3 separate regions of the Danio rerio genome follow, and all the other regions are linked to region 2. The links are chromatin contacts, called in public HiChIP or PLAC-seq and Micro-C maps. All regions are on one chromosome and are shown on one strand. The core of a region is the stretch at or near the end of the contact, and the rest is flanking DNA. Distances in the headings are between cores, read along the strand shown.

Region 1 (3,771 bases), core at 422-2,921, 310 kb after region 2:
CTGTGCCAGACCATATGCGTGCGCTCAATGCAGAAGTATAAAACTGCCAGAGCGGAGTCATGTGACTTCACATGTGGTATGGAAAGTAATCCATAATCCATAAGTAATATGTGTTGGGACAACATGAAGGAATTGCGTGGAACTCAGCATTGTTTTTACCGTCTACACTCAAAAAAGATTTTTACGGCATGTTCAAACTACTTATTTAAAATGAGCTGAATAAACACAATTCTTGAGGATTTTTTGGCACAACTTAACTGTTTTATGTTCAATCAACTTTTTAAATCATTTAAAAAATAATCAAGTTATAATAATATGAAGAGAAACACCTGTTCAGGACCCATTAATAACACCATTTACAGTAGATGTCATGAGCAGAACACAAAGTGCGCATATCAGTGTAATACACTTTTTTTTTTAATAGTTTCTAAAAGGGTGTTTTCAGCAACACCAAGAATATTTTATTGATTTTGTTCTATGTGAAGCCTTTTTATTTATCATTTGAATAACATTTTTTTCCGCCATACATAAGCTTTTGTGCAATCTAAAGGCTTTAAGAATGTATAAAGTTTCAAGAGTGTATGTATTACTGCTGAACATGAAGGAATTGCGTGGAACCCAGCATTTTTTTACAGTCTACACTCAAAAAAGATTTTTACGGCATGTTCAAACTGCTTATTTAAAATGAGCTAAATAAACACAATTCTTAAGAATTTTTTGGCACAACTTCACTGTTTTATGTTCAATCAACTTAATTATTTAAAAAAACAATTGAGTTATAATCATAACATAGGGACAATAAGAAGGAATAGTGCGGAACCATTTTTACAGTGTAGAGGGGGCCATCAAAAGCTTTATAAAGGGTTTAATCAAATATAAATATAAATATGAGGGAAAAAAACTGGCATTGTGTTTATAATATCACATTTGTTAATCCTTTATGTAATGTGTTTTTAGCATATACATCTTATACATAATATAATGTAGATGCATAAGCATATTATTTATCCCCTTTATAAGTGATATTATAAATTTAATTAAATAATATGAAAGATGTGGAGGGAAAGATCAAAAACAGCACAGCAATTCCTCCCTTAAAACATTTGGCAAATATTTATCCTAGAGATAAGATACTTGAGCATTTCCATTTGGGGACACCACAGCAATTAGACAGCAGCTTTAAACGTATCCAGTCATTTGCAGCGCTCATATAGAGATTCTCTAGTCAACCGTTGTAAGCCGCCATGTGGCTCTCTGTCAGACACAGTTAACACAGTTACAAAGAGCCGACACACTCCTGGCACCTGCACCCACACTGACCCACATTCAGACACTCGCAGCCCAAACCCTCCCTCCCCGACCCACCACGGGCCACAGCGCCTGGTCGCCCCAGCCCGTGCCGGGACACAATGGGGTTAGTGGCAGCTGCTCCCATGTAAATCTTGTCAGAGTCAAATGGCAACTGTTGAATAGCGAGCAGGCCGGTGGGGCACGAGCGTGGGGGTGTTGTGGGTGGGGGCCGGCCGCCCCTTAACACTGCACCACAAGCAGTTCATGTTCTCCTTCTCTATGAGAGCTTTCGGCTCGTGCTGCTCCAGCACAATAGAACATAATAGCTGGCGTCCGCCAGAGAGCCAAATCACTGTTTCCTAATCTCCCTTCATTAGGCCCCTCTCGTCCACCACGGGCCTGCTTCCTTTCATCCCCCTATCGCTTCGTCCCGCAGCCGGACAATGCTGGAGCTTCTGTCCTCACAAAGGGCGCAGCGGAAGTTCAGTTAATCTTGCTTCCCTTCCTGCTTGATGAAGAGAGAGAATGTGGCTTTATTCGGCCTTTAGTCACTTTACAGATCAAAGCAAACGTTATTGTGACTTTGCACTCACAGATGTCTATCTCGTGTTTGAATACAGATTATAAAACATGTTGCCTTGTTGGTTGGCGATTGGTCAATACAGCATTCTAGTAGAGCTGGAATTCATAATAACGACTATGAAGAGAAACACCTGTTCAGGACACATTAATAACCCCATTTACAGTAGATGTCATGAGCAGAACACAAGGTGCGCCTAGCAGTGTACTACACTTTTAAAAAAATAGTTTCTAAAAGGGTGTTTTCAGCAACACCAAGAATATTTTATTGATTTTGTTCTATGTGAAGCCTTTTTATTGCTCGTTTGAATAACATTTTTTTTTCTGCCATACATAAGCTTTTGTGCAATGTAAAGGCTTTAAGATATAAAGTTTTAAGAGTGTATGTATTACTGTTGTAAAGAAATATGCAGTTTGTGCAAGACATGAAATGGAACAGCAATAAAAAATATAAAATTGCATACTATTTTAATCAGTACTATATATCCTTTCAATTTCAATTAGGACTTAGTTTAGGTTAGGACTCAATTAGGTTTTACTGCTTCACTCTTCAAAGTACACTTCTAAAAAGTTCCTTTCCCCATTAAAAGAGCCATTTTCTTAGTGTTAATAACATTATAGTAATTTAAAGAACCATTTTCTTACTATAATGGAGCTTTTGTGGAATAAAAAGTTCCCATTGATGTTAAAGGTTCTTTATGGAAGCATCAATGCCAATAAACAACTTTTATTTTTCAGAGTAATTACTTTGTAATTGTTGTAGTATGAATGTGTGAAGTTAATCTAGTCAGAATGCACTACATTTCATATATTGTCAGTGTCATCTGACTAGTGTTAGGAGTAACGCATTACAAGTAACACAAGTTACATAATATTACATTTATAATTAAAGAGTAAAGTAACACATTCCTGAAAAATAAGCAATAGTATTTAAGTTGCTTTTTTAAAAATGTATAAAACTTTTTAGCTTAATTAATGTGCTTTTAAACATTGTTTGCTGAATTAAAATAAGTGTAATCATGCTGATTCACACTCATTGAGAAAATGAGCTCACTGCAGTAACAGACAAAAACGAAAATGGAAGTTTTTCATTTTGAACACATGAAAGAAAAGGGGATTGTCTCAATGGACAACATATACAAAAAAAAGCTTTCACATTGCTTTTAACTTGTTTAGCACCAGGAAGTTTTCAGAAGGTAACATTATTATAATTTATTATCATTCATTCATTTTCTTGTCGGCTTAGTCCCTTTATTAATCCGGGGTCGCCACAGCGGAATGAACCGCCAACTTATCCAGCAAGTTTTAACTTCCAGCCGCAACCCATCTCTGAGAAACATCCACACACGCATTCACACACACACACACACACTCATACACTACGGACAATTTAGCCTATCCAATTCACCTGTACCGCATGTCTTTGGTCTGTGTGGGAACCAGGAGCACCCGGAGTAAACCCACGCGAACGCAGGGAGAACATGCAAACTCCACACAGAAACGTCAACTGAGCCGAGGCTCGAAACAGCGACCCAGCGACTTTCTTGCAGTGAGGCGACAGCACTACCTACTGCGCCACTGCGTCGCCCCTAATTTATTATTATTATTATTATTATTATTATTATTATTATTATTATTATTATTATTATTATTATTATTATTATTTAAGGTAAATTTAGGTGTAGGTTATACGGTGTGTCATTAAATGTAGAGCTCCTTTATTTAAAAGAAAGAAAGAAAGAAAGAAAGAAAGAAAGAAAGAAAGAAAGAAAGAAAGAAAGAAAGAAAGAAAGAAAGAAAGAAAGAAAGAAAGAAAGAAAGAAAGAAAGAAAGAAAGAAAGAAAGAAAGAAAGAAAAATACCCTTAAGTTCTGAACTCAAAAGTAACTTAAAAGTAATGTAA
Region 2 (3,604 bases), core at 764-3,263:
CCTACATAGAGACCACGTCACTATAGCTGGACAATAGATGAAGAGATCCAGCTAGGACAAGACAGAAGAAAGACTTGTCCTTTTCTTGCAAACCCAAACACACACTGCGACACGTATTCAAAGACGGGCTCAGCAGTGCGCGTAACGTATTTTCGCACACCGTTTTTAAAACAAAAATATACTCAAGAGACTTGCAACTGTGTTTGACCTCAAGCATTACTGTTATAAATAAAAATTTATATGGAGGTCATAAACGTGTTGCAAAAACAGGTGGACACTGGGACGCTGCATCCATTTTCACGTGGAGACAATGGGACTGTAGTCACCGAGCCTTGCAGACGCACATTTCTCATCAAACTATTTTCTGTTGGCTCTTCCATGTTACTCGGCCAAACAGGCCTAAACAAACAAGCAAAGCAAAACAAACTCATTACACGGGATCACTTTACCTAGGTGGTCAATATTTAACATCGAGAAGCACAAGCTCAATTTTGAATGCATCAATATAAATCAAAAGTGACACATGATGCACGAAATAAAACCGCATAACCTGACAAAAGCTTAATATCCAACCTCCAAAAAGCGCTGCAAACAAAACATGAACGCTGAATGGAAACTAATATGAAGTGTTGTGATGAAATGAGGGTGATACACTGAAGATAAGAGAAGAAGTGTGTATTACCTATTGTTCTCTCACCTGCGAGCCTGAGCGCGGACATTCTCTGAAACTCAGGCTCCTGCAACCATTTCCACATCCTACGGAAGGTTTCCCGACCAGACTTGAGCTTGCTCCAGGGCTTAGGGTTCCGGAGCAGGTCCGAAAGCGTCCCTTGCGAGCGACACAGCACCCTCTGGGCGAAGATGGCCTGTGGAATGCTGTATCTTTTGAGTTCAGTGGTGATCCTTTGGGCCACTTCTTTGGTATTGACCTCTTCCATCTGACCCGAACTGCTACCGTTGTTGAGCTGCGATCCGGGAACGGAGGAGTGGTTCTGCTCCCGAGTGGAGCCCAGCACCTGTCCGTGGCCCTGGGCGTTGAGATGGGCGTGCGGGTGATGGTGGATGCCGTTGATCGGCACCATGCTCGCCGAAGACGCGCTCATGTGCTGCTCCCCGTGTCGAGCCAACATCGCGGGGTGATGTGCCTCGAATCCGTTGGGTGTAAGCATCTTCTCGGCGGGCATGGTGGCCCCGGGGTGCGCGTACGGCGGCAGCCCCTGCTGCGAGTTGTGAATGCCGCTCAGTCCGGATCCAGACAAGGGCGAAAGGCTCTGTCCCATACTGGCAACATCCTTGTGGTAGGGAGAGTAGAGGTTGTTCATCGGAGCCAGACCCCTATCGTCCCTCATCAAGGTGAAGCTCCCGCTGACGTTCCCCGGGATCCTTTGGTGCGGGTGGTGATGGTGGTGGTGGTGATGATGATGGTGGTGCGGAAATTTGTCGGAGACGGTGGAGATGGGCGGTAAAGGCTGCAGCGGAGTGAGGGTGGTATAGGTGCTGCTCATGCTCATCCCGGGGGGAGCCTCGCATGCCATGCTCATGGCCGGGTGCAGGTGCGTGGCGAGCCCGGGATGCTCCGGGGGCCGGTGGTGATGATAGTCGCCGCTGTCCAGGATTGAAGCCATGCCCATGGAGCGCGCATGGGCTGACAGACTGCTCCGATGACTCCTGTGATGAGCGCTGTCTCCGGTCATGAGATCCGCCGCGCTGTGGACCGGTTCATGGCTCACTCCGTGCAGATCGCCAATGTTCTCCATCGACAGCTGGGCGTTCATTATACGTGCAAGCTTGTGGACAAATCATCTATCTGATATAGCGGAGCAGTGTCCACAGAAGTGCTCTCATTGGAAAAGTTCTGTTCTTATATGGAGTAATTTTTCTTTGCTTTCTTTTCTATTTTTTCCCTTTTTTCTATGTTTTATAAAGTTTTAATATTTTTTCTAAATGTTAAGGCCCCCGTCCCTTCAGCAGTGCATGGTGTCGGTGTGCTCGCGTCCCTCGCCATCTCTTGCCATGTCTGCTGTTGTTTCGCGCACTGATCCGTGCTGCGGCTGCTGCTCTGCTTTCCCGCGCATGCGCGCTGATCCCAACTCCTTTTACGTCACTTATTAAGGAAGTTGCACCCCATTGCTATTAAATAAAAATGCCTCCTTTTGGATGTATAGCATGAACAACCTTACACAAGCTGTTATGCTTAGAAAATAATAAAAGATGTGAAATGGATTGGAATGAAGTGTTAAGCTGCATATGTTTTGATTAAACATCAGATGAAGCATCGTGCGTCTGAATAATGCATGTATAAAGGTAATTAGTTTGGAAGAACCTCCTTAATTCAATGGAAAAAGAAAACACACTTCCGGGTTCACCTGGGGGCCTTCACTTGCATGAATATGCATATCAAATCCCTTAATCTTCAAATTTCTTTGAATTGTTTACATGTATTTACAGATATACTAGGCTTAGCTACAAAATTAAATATACATCATTATCATCATCACATCCAATCTAAATAAGGAAGGACGAACTGCACAGGGTATTTAAACATTTTCTTTATTTTCAGAAAATCATACAAATACACATTATTCAATGTAATTCATCTCGTCTCATGCAGAGTTGGAGTGTTTTTGAGTTCAAGGACAGACTTATTGGTAATAGGCGGAGAAAGGCTGGACAGATGTTTCTATTGTTGTGCTATTAAGAGTAACGAACCAAGCCATCAGGAGTGTGTCCCGCTTCCGTGGCCTGGCAGTATAATGACACAGCACATTACGTTTCATGGGTGAACTTCATTTTGCACATAAATTAATAGGCAAAACCCGATTATCCTGCAAATCAGTGCGATAAACATGCATTCGTTTTTCTTGGATATACAGGTTTCCATGAATACAATTGAACTCCATTGAGAAACAAAAGTGCCACAGTGCGACTTTATAAAATGCGGGTAACCAATAGATAAATGTACATACAATTACTGTAGCTTGTATAGGCTAAAATAGGTGGGAGATTAAAATGTAATAATTAATAAATTGACATTATTTATACGCAAAAGTTTTTAAAGTGAACAAAAATGAGCTAGGCAGTTATTAGCCCCCCTGAACACCCCCACGCCCATATTACAGAGATATCACTTTGCACGACTTCACATTGTTTATAGTTAAAATCGACTCCAAAAAGTCAGTTTCATGACCAGTCAGGCGAGAGAACGGGATAACCGGACAGTTAGGAGCCTCGGCGAAAGCGTCCAAGCCCGGGTGGGGTGACAGCTTGCAGTGGTCAGTCCTGGGGCCCCCAGCCCTGGGCCCCCCGCTCGTGCGCATATAGGGGACATGTCAAAGGTGACGCTTCAAGACTCCTGAAGCTAACAGCTGCGGGGGAGGGAGAGAGATTAACTTTTTCAGACTTTTCCTTGTTTCTTAGGGACCTGCTTAGTGACAAAACACACATGCATCTGTCAGGGTCAAGAACAATGCCATTCGGATTAACGAGTTAAGAAGAACAGAAAAAAATGATCAAGTTAAATTGCAACAAATTAGAAGTCAACACGGATCATTTGTGGATTTGAGGACTGGAGATGTGACATCAAGTGGTTAATGTAACAAGAGAT
Region 3 (3,799 bases), core at 869-3,368, 350 kb after region 2:
ATTGGACTTCAATGTTTACTTGAGTTTGACATAAATTCAAGGAAGGGTGTTGTCTTACTTTCCATGTATGATTTAGTTTTTTTAATAAATATTATTTTAAATTTTTAAGTCTATTTTTTATCTTTTGATTTAAGTAATTTATTGTGTTATAATATGTTTTGGCTATTTCATGGTTGTTCAAGACAAATATAATCATTAATACTACAGTTTGTTTTTTTTTTTCTAACTTTTTACACACGTTTTAAAAACTGTCACCTTTTTTTAAAAACTCTACTCACAACTCTCAAAACTGCACACTCAAAATACTAAATGCCTCACATCTCCTTCAAAATGTAACACTGCATTCAAAATGCCATACATCATAATAAAGCATTTGCATCAATTGGCAAACACGTCGTAATAAATGTTTGGATATGACATGGGGGAGTTAGCATCCATTGACTGGAGAAGCTTTACAAACAGTAAATTATACTTTACAGAATTCTTTCATTTTTTTGTAAAGGAATTTAAATTTTAGAATTTAGAAAAGGTGAGTATACTGTAGGAGAGGTCAAAACTACAAATTGTGGATGGATGGGAAACCATTTTTTTGTTGTTTTTTTTGGACCAGAACAGCCCGGTTTTCTGTCACCTTTAACCTATGTAGGCCTGTACTACCGTAAAGCGGTTAGTGATCAGTTAGTGTTTCCACATTTGAGCAGTGTGTGCAACCTTGTGAATAAATGTAGCATTTTGATTGATTGTGTTTGGAAAAGGAAAGCAAGTAGTTATAATTTTGTGTTTTAGGTAGAGCAATGTATTTAAAGTTTTGAAAAAAAAAAAGTTTAATCCAAGTTCAAGGCTAAGAAATAGCTTCTGCTTTGGGAGATTTGTTGTGTAGTTTTGAATATTGAGTGAGATGTTTCAAAATTGTATGACATGAAAAGATTTCGCGTGTAAGCAGCTGTCATTTATTAAAAAAAACTGTAATTTATTATTTTAGATATCATATACAGTACGTTGCAATTTTTTACTCACTTAAAATTTCACACCAAATACTAACCCCTGATGTTTCTGCTGTTGTATTCAATACATTCACATTACATTCAATACATTCTGCTGTAAATATACTGTAAAGTCAGAATTATTAGCCCCCCTTTGAATTTTATTTTTATTTTTTAAAATATTTCCCAAATGATGTTTACCAGAACAGGGAAATTTTCACAGTATATCTGATAATATTTTTTTTTCTACAGGAAAAAAAAAGTCTTGCTTGTTTTATTTTGGCTAGAATAAAAGCTGTTTTCAATAATAACATATATATACAGTATATATATATATATATATATATATATATATATATATATATATATATATATATATATATATATATATAAATATATATATATATATATATATATATATATATATATATATATATATATATATATATATATATATATATATATATGTATGTATAGAATGTATGTATAGAAGTGTCTTGAAAAATATCTAGTATAATATGATTTACTGTCATCATGGCAAAGGTAAAATAAATAAGTTATAAAAACTATTATGTTTAAAAATGTGTTGGAAAAAATGTATCTTCGTTAAACAGAATTTGACAGAAAAAAACAAACGGGGCTAAAAATAATAATAGTTCTGCTGACAAAAAAAATAGATAAAAAATATTCATTTTCAAAATGGAGTATACAGACACTCACACACACACACACACACACACACACACACACACACACACACACACACACACACACACACATTTTGCCCATTTAAAATATACTATCATTTTATGTAACCATTTGACCATAACATTAAAGTACATGCTAATATTTTTATGATTACTTTAAAGCATGCAGTCATCAAAATGTCTTTGACCCATTTCCAATGAACTCTTTTCCCCATAAACTCACCTTGTATTGATCTGATAACTATTTCTGGAAATTGATTAATTGTGAATAATCAAGTAATTAATATCCCTCAACTTAAGATTCAAGATTTTACATAAATACTTCTGTAAAAAAGGCAAAGCCAGTAATGGACAGTGGGTGTGGGTGTCCATGGCAAAAGGATGGATCTGTCAGTGTGGTCAGGCCTTTGCAGCCCTTTATCTGTGCTTAAACACTGACTGCTGTGGTCCTGATAACTGACGTCCCACTGCCAAAACCTGACAGAACAGTGGAGAACATCAGACATCTGCTGCAGCTCTGGGTGGGTTGCAAATCTTACAGTCCAGTTGCATCATTTTCAGAAATCAGAGGGTGTGTTTCACTGGTTTTCAGAGCTACAGCTTGAAAAATATACAGTCAAGCCTGAAATTATTCATACCCCTGGCAAATTCTGACTTAAAGTTACTTTTATTTAGCCAGCAAGTTTTTTGATTTTTTTTTTTTAAATGGAAATGACAATGAAAAAATAGCTATTTTTATTCATTCATTTTCTTTTTGGCTTAGTCTCTTTATTAATCTATGTACTTGATGTACTGGATGTACTTCCAGCAAATACACATACACTCAACACACATACACTCCCATTCACACACATACACTACGGCCAATTTAGCTTATTCAATTAACTTATAGTGCATGTCTTTGGAATGTGGGGGAAACCAGAGAACTTGGAGGAAACCCTCATGAACAAGGGGAGAACATGCAAACTCCACTCCACACAGGAACACCACTAGTGGTGATATTCTGTATAATATTATTTCTTGTTCCTAAAACTTGGATATATAATATTTATGCCGTTGTTTGATATATATATATATATATATATATATATATATATATATATATATATATATATATATATATATATATATATATATATATATATATATATATATGCGACATTAAAGTATAATAAGATTCTTTGTAAAAAAATAAAAATTCCATTCTATATCGGTCATGAAAAATCAAGTAGATGTAGTAGGTGTAGTTGTATGAAATAGTGCTTAGCATGGTTTGTGATTGTCAGTCTTAGTGTAACGATTACAGTGTGCTTTCTTTGGATTAAGTTAAATGTAATTAGAGGTTTACATTTGTTAGCTGTAATATTTGCACACGCATGCACACGCACACACATACAGAGCAAGCAGTATTGTGAGTGTTTGCTCTCCTCGTGGCCCTGATGCAGTAGTGTACATCAGTAAATCATCCTCGCGTATTGATCAGTCTTAGCTGGTTTATGGCCTGATGTTGTAAATGTCATGTTTTAACTGTTCATGTTTGATATCAATCTGATTAAAGCAGTTACTTCCATAAAGAAACTGTACACAACAAATATTCCGAATCTGCCATCAGTGATTACTCAGTGATTAAATAGCATGTAGATTACTATATGACCATCAATTTGTCAAAGCAAATATTTCTCTGCCTTTTCTGTTTGCACTGTTTCACTAGCAAAAAAGGAAAGAATCAATTCAGAACAATGTGCTTCTGTCCACATGGCTTAAGCAAAGTACAACAGCAATGTGGCCATTTACGAGACATTTTACAAATAATTATGTCGGCAAAAACATACGTTTGGATAAATACCATTTAAACCTACTGTACACTATTAGAAATAAAGGTACAGTAGCTGTCACACTGCAGTACTTTTCAAAAGATACATATTTTAACCCAAAGACTCTAAAATGGTACCTCAAAGGTACATAATAGTACCCAAATGTACCTAAAAAGTACATTTTAAGTTAGCATTATGGACCCTTCAGGTACAAATATATACCTTTTGAAAAGGCACTGCCTCAGAGACAGCTCCTGCATAGTACCTTTATTTCTGAGAGTAGACTCACATCTTT

What was found. A called contact is a pair of places that touch in the nucleus more often than the background predicts. HiChIP or PLAC-seq counts read pairs in DNA pulled down with a chosen protein or histone mark.
Region 1: a contact with region 2 is called in a Micro-C map of caudal fin, with 14 times the contacts expected there. The contact joins the enhancer-like site here to the promoter of onecut1 in region 2. A contact is called at or near these places in 5 of 18 Hi-C or Micro-C datasets (caudal fin, embryo and hematopoietic stem cells) and 1 of 4 datasets of contacts at active chromatin or transcription factors (embryo).
Region 3: a contact with region 2 is called in an H3K4me3 HiChIP or PLAC-seq map of embryo, with 7 times the contacts expected there. The contact joins the enhancer-like site here to the promoter of onecut1 in region 2. A contact is called at or near these places in 5 of 18 Hi-C or Micro-C datasets (caudal fin, embryo, hematopoietic stem cells and 1 more) and 2 of 4 datasets of contacts at active chromatin or transcription factors (caudal fin and embryo).

The regions. Positions count from the first base shown.
Region 1 is chr18:41,353,576-41,357,346 of GRCz12tu, reverse strand. The region is part of intron 1 of LOC141378759 (a long non-coding RNA gene); the gene reads right to left. Among named protein-coding and RNA genes, the nearest start is that of alx4b, 110 kb to the right of the region's middle. Within about 2 kb of position 1,671, at least 25 of the 62 cell types and tissues checked have an H3K27ac peak or open chromatin away from gene starts, as enhancers often do.
Region 2 is chr18:41,667,588-41,671,191 of GRCz12tu, reverse strand. onecut1 (one cut homeobox 1) reads right to left here and starts at 2,013. Exons shown (of 2, transcript NM_200573.1): 1 at 683-2,013. The coding sequence starts at 1,775. LOC141378760 (a long non-coding RNA gene) reads right to left here. Exons shown (of 2, transcript XR_012394089.1): 2 at 2,529-3,365.
Region 3 is chr18:41,315,825-41,319,623 of GRCz12tu, reverse strand. No RefSeq gene overlaps it. Among named protein-coding and RNA genes, the nearest start is that of alx4b, 70 kb to the right of the region's middle. Within about 2 kb of position 2,118, at least 6 of the 62 cell types and tissues checked have an H3K27ac peak or open chromatin away from gene starts, as enhancers often do.